Linked DNA regions of Macaca mulatta: region 1 is linked to region 2. Evidence: chromatin contacts called from public Micro-C data. All regions are on one chromosome and are shown on one strand. The core of a region is the stretch at or near the end of the contact, and the rest is flanking DNA. Distances in the headings are between cores, read along the strand shown. Region 1 overlaps ITGA6 (integrin subunit alpha 6). Region 2 has its middle 68 kb from the start of DLX2.

What was found. A called contact is a pair of places that touch in the nucleus more often than the background predicts.
Region 1: a contact with region 2 is called in a Micro-C map of CD4 T cells, with 17 times the contacts expected there. The contact joins two enhancer-like sites. A contact is called at or near these places in 7 of 14 Hi-C or Micro-C datasets (CD4 T cells, blood, cortical neurons and 4 more).

What each region holds. Positions count from the first base shown.
Region 1 is chr12:77,391,294-77,394,000 of T2T-MMU8v2.0, reverse strand. All of the region lies in intron 1 of ITGA6 (integrin subunit alpha 6), which reads right to left. Among named protein-coding and RNA genes, the nearest start is that of ITGA6, 36 kb to the right of the region's middle. Within about 2 kb of position 1,375, at least 6 of the 40 cell types and tissues checked have an H3K27ac peak or open chromatin away from gene starts, as enhancers often do. A contact at or near this core is called in CD4 T cells and blood, where this site is marked.
Region 2 is chr12:77,103,647-77,106,346 of T2T-MMU8v2.0, reverse strand. No RefSeq gene overlaps it. Among named protein-coding and RNA genes, the nearest start is that of DLX2, 68 kb to the right of the region's middle. Within about 2 kb of position 1,391, at least 27 of the 40 cell types and tissues checked have an H3K27ac peak or open chromatin away from gene starts, as enhancers often do. A contact at or near this core is called in CD4 T cells and blood, where this site is marked.

The DNA of each region.
Region 1 (2,707 bases), core at 126-2,625, 290 kb before region 2:
CAATCCAAATCCACAGTCCTTAAAATTTCACCATCTCACAGCTGGACAGCTCTTTAGAGACCCAACGACCTTGTTGCTAGGTCTCTTTTGCTAACAGCTTTACTCACCATAGGTTTACACAATCTTTGAGGCCTGGCTGACTCATGGAACTAGGACAAGAAACAAAAACAAAGAACACACACCTGACTGGACAGAGATAAACCAAGGGCTGAGAGTTTTGGAAACAAGGCTGGAGCTGAGGAAAGGACTGGAAACACGAACCTGTACAAACAACAACCTCTTACAACAGAAAACAAGCCACTCCTGGCCGTCAAGAAACCCACAAATCTCAGACGCAAAAGCAAAACAAGTGAAAGAAAATACAAACCAAATAGTCTATTACCTTCCTGCCTGTTGGGTTCCAATAAAGGAATCATTCCAATAAAGGATTCAACATTTTTTTTAAAAACCATTATCATGCAGCAGGTGCCATGGGAGGCAAGTGTACCTGGAAAGCAGGAAAGCAGGGAAGGGGGCTAGATGATGCCTGGACAGAGAAGGAGGGGTGGCTCATGGAGAACATATAGCCCCAGCACTGTCCTTCCTCCCAGATCCCTGGACAGTCAGAGTCAGCCTCCACCTCCAAACTCACCCTACATTTGAAGGAACAAAACAGCACACACCAAGGTACAGAACTGACACACAGAACTGGAGCAGTGTCCTTGGTGCCTGAACCTTCTTGACAGAGGACAGAGGCAAGGCTGGGGCCACAGGGTCCCCACAGGTCTGCCCCACACCTATTCCAGTGATGTCCCTGATCCCAGGAACACCAACAAACAAGTACCTGGGAGGTGAACTGGCCCAGACTATGAGGTGAATGTGTTCAATTACTGTACTTGGCAGATGTCAGAGGTGGAGTCATGTGGTGGGCGCTGGAAGAGATAAGTGGGGTGCCAGGATCAGAGGCCCAGAACCCCAGGACTTTTTCACACTGGAAGCCCCTGAGAGAGACCAGTCCTCCAATTTTACAGATAAAGAAACAGAGACCTTGAGGAGCTTCATTACTCATCCCCCAAGATCTCACAGCTAGTGGGTAGCCATGACAAAAATTACCTTGGTGCAATGTTGCCTCCATTTCTTTACAAAGCTGCTTAGGAAGTAAAACCCAGGATTTCAAGTTTACAACCTAGTTGAAAGGGCAAAACTTACACAAGTAAAACATCACAATCAAAACTGTTCTGTATGTTGATAATGTTGATAAAGTTAAGATAATAGAGATAAGTAGAGGGAAGGAAGGAAAACATTATTGCATTTGGGTGAAGGCTGGGTAAGAGATTTCCTGTAAAGGTAACCACCAGCAAAGAGAAGCCTTAGAAAAAGTAGCACAGGAGTCCCAGTGTCTTAACGGTGTGTCTTCTCTAACCACTTCCTCTTCTCACCCACACCCAAGCTACCTAAGGCAGACACAGGGCTTATTTCCTGTTTACCCCATTCCCACATTCGTTCACATATTCACTCAACAAACACTGATGAAGAGCCTCCTAGGATGAATAAGGAATTGCCCCCACTCCTCAATCTCTGGCCTGGGGAAGCCTGATCCGTGAACAGGTCATGACGTCATGAAACCACAGGGAGCTAGAGGTAATGAGAGGACAGAACAGAGTGCTGTGGGCACCAGCATCTGCTGGAGAGGAAGGGAGGATGTCACTAAGAGATGACAGTGGGGCTGGAGGTGGCCAGGTAAGGAGCACAGCACATGCAAAGGCTGCAAGGGAAAGAGCCAGAGGAAAGGGAGAAGCACACGATGGGGTGACAAGAAGGGGTCGAGGATCGGCAGCCTGGTCAGCAGCGCTAAAGGATAAAGGGTCAGAGACCCTGAGACCCAGGCTTCTGCAGCCTGCCGTGCCCTGCAGGGTACAGCTGCTTTTGGGTGTCCTGTGGTTTAAAAAAAGCTGTGGATGTTGTCCCATTCACATGCCCAGTCCCTCAGAGTGGGTTGGCTTCCCCCAGCTACTATCTGCTACTTGTTCTCCACTCTGTAACTAGTATGTGTGGGACAAAGAACAGGCATTTAACTCGAATTTGTTGGCTGGTTACAGGGGGTGTGGTGACAAAATTTCACAAATGCCCACACCAAGCTCTTGCAGAAGAGGTCTTCGTGTCTTACATGCGGTGGCTACTGCAGATGACAGCAGACCACACGAAAGGATGGGGGCAGCAGGGTGGTTTGGGGGAAAAGGACAACAGATTCGAGAAGAGACCTGCAAGCAACAAGAGAAACGTACCCACGGAGAATAACTTTAGCTGTTGCACTGCTTCTGGGCAGGCTTTGCCTGCACATGGTCCTGGCACTGTCCTTCCTCCACGTGGGGTGGTCCTGCAGGGGATGGAGGAAGCAGGGGTGTTCCACTGCCCCTCACAAATCCCCTGGGCGGCTGTGGGAAGAAGAGCAGACACCCAGCAGCAGAGGGCGCCCCTGCTCCGGTTGCACCTGGTCTCCTGCAACCCACTGCGATAAGGTGGCAGAACCCATCATCGAAAGGTAAGGTAAAGCTACACCTTGATGAGAAACACAGTAACCCCAACCACATTCTGCAACTGGAGGTGCCTTCATCTTCAAGGTAAAGCTGTACTCCCTGGTTCAGGAAACAAGCAAAGGCTCTTAAATTCTGCCTGGAACCAGCCTTAAAGGCAGGAGAACACAGCCCATTAGCTGAGGCTATGGGGA
Region 2 (2,700 bases), core at 142-2,641:
GCTCTTTTTTCACGTGGAAAAGAATAAATTGTACTCAAAATTTAAAAGATGAAAATTACAATGAAATTCTACTTTTAAAGCCTATTTGCTCACCTTGGCAAATATTTTAAAAGTGCAGTAAACCTAGTGTGAACAAGGGGGGAAATGGGGAGCGGTCATTGATGAGAGTATCAATAGGTACCACCTTTGGTGGTCACCTGGCAAAATCTATAAAATTTTAAATGCAAGTATTTTTCAAGGAGACAATTCCACTTCTAGGAATTTATTCTATAGACATGGTTGCACACGTACTCAAAGACATAGACACAGATGTTCACTGCAGAATTGTCTGTAACAGCAAAAGGCTGGAAACAACTGCCATATCCTTCCATCGTGGCCGATAGAATAATTACGGGGTGCTGGTATAACACACAGAACACCAGGCAGCCATCTAAAAGAATGCCGTGCATCCACACACGCTGATGTGAAGTCATCTCCAAGATACATGATCAAGGGGGAGCTGAGGCGGGAGGGCAGATGACCCAATCTGGGGATGGGAACGCATTGAAACGTATACTTGTGTTCTGGAAGGAATCAAAAGAAAATATTAGCAGTGGCTGCCTGGTCTGAAAGGGGAAGAGGCTTCTGTACTGTTTGAATTTTCTTCCATGTGCACTTACTAATTTTTCCATTTTTAAAACTACTTAATTAAAACACCCACCCACCAACACACACACACACACACACCCACCAACACACACACACACACACACACACACACACACACACACACACACACACACACGAAAAATAGCCATTTAAGCAAGGTGGAGGGGAGAGGGATTCATGGTACTCTGAGCTCTGGTGTCACAAGGAAAGAGAGTCCACATCCCACCCAAGCACTGAGCAACAATAGAAAGTCAAACGCTGGAGGAGGAAGCAAGGCAAAAAAATATTTTTTAAATAAAATAAAAAACTTTATGCAGATTTAAAGAAAATGAAAGCAGCGCAACGAAGAAGGCATTGGAGTAGCACTTTCCACCAGCATATTGCTAGTCAGAATGAGTGCAGCCTGGCGCGAGCACCACCCGCTTCCGTGACCACGACTGGACCCCTCCCCAGCCCACTCTCCCCGGGGGGCGCTCGTTCGTGCCTTCCGAGCCGTCCGTGGGGGCGACCCAGGCCCGGGTGCCTAACTCCCAGCAGCGGGGCGGCGGTCCGCGCTTCCCCGAGGGTGGTGCAGGTCAGCCCCGTAGGCGGGCAAGGTCCTAGCCCCGGGACGTGCTGTCGTGTATGCAAACTTCGCTGCGGTCTGGCAGAGTTCTCGGTGGGTCGCGGCCCCAGAGTCCCCAGGCACGGCTGCAGTTGCGCCCGGGGCTGAACGCGGCGGTGGCTGTCGCGCACTCCCAAGCCGCCCCGCCCCGCCCCGGCCCGCATTCCTAAGGCCACAGTGCGACCCAGCGGGCCGCGGGGAAACTGCGCCGGACCGCGGCCCGCCACCGCCCGAGCCCTCCTCACCGGCAGTCTTCCAGGAAATGTGGCCGCGAGAGCAGCCTCCTTCCTCCTTCCTAAATGGAGAGGGCTAATCTGTTTGCCAAGACAATGTTGCTAAACCTGACCCTTCCCTCACGCTGTAGAAGAAAATGGACGTGCTGGGAAGTTCTGGTGGAGGGACTTGAAGGGATAAAATTCAGAATTCCAGACATCTGATAATTTATGAAGTCAAGGAAGGTTCGTTTCTACCTGAAGAATGACTCTAATTATTTAATAAAATCTATAGACACTAGGATTATAAGCAGGCTCGACCAAAACGCCACCTCCTTTGTGACGTTGGCCTCTGGCTAAGTGGAAATGTGCCCTGGCTCACTGGCATGTCATTGCCTTTAACAGACCCTACAGGCTCCCTGAAGCAGAGATCCTGTCTTCCTCTTCTGTGTTAGGAATAGGCAGCAAGACAGAAACCCTGCAGAGGTTAAGAACAGGAAAGAAAAGAAGAAGCAAAGTCACAACAGCAACACTTATTTGCCAATTTTATTTGTCATTTAAGAAGTTTATTGGACTGGGCGCGGTGGCTCACGCCTGTAATCCCAGCACTTTGGGAGGCCGAGGTGGGTGGATCATCTGAGACCAGCCTGGCCAACATGGTGAAACCCCATCTCTACTAAAAATACAAAAATTAGCCGCGTGTGGTGGTACCTGCCTGTAACTCCAGCTACTCAGGAGGCTGAGACACAAGAATAATTTGAACCCAGGAGGCAGAGGCAGGTTGCAGTGAGCCGAGATGGCACCACTGCACTCCAGCCTGGGTGACGGAGTAAGACTGTCTCAAAAAAAAAAAAAAAAAAAAAAAGGTTTATTGAACACCGAATAGCCATATATTATGGTGAACCTTGATCCAGTAGACCAGCATTTTTCAATGGATGCCCTCTGCATGTCAGTTTCAGGCCATATGAATACCATATAACTTGAACATCAGAGCACCCTGAATATACGGTGATCCCACGTGTTGTCAGAGAAAAGTTCCTCAAAAACAAAAGTTGGGGTTTTGGGAATTTTTTAGCCAACTTGAAAACATAAATGTTTAGGATATAGATAAGAGTTAAATATCAGTGTATAGGATTGGATTTATTCATTTAGTTACACATAAAAACTTAAATCACATATGTAAAATAATACATTGATTTTGAAATAATGCTTTTTTCCCACTCTGACATGTTATGA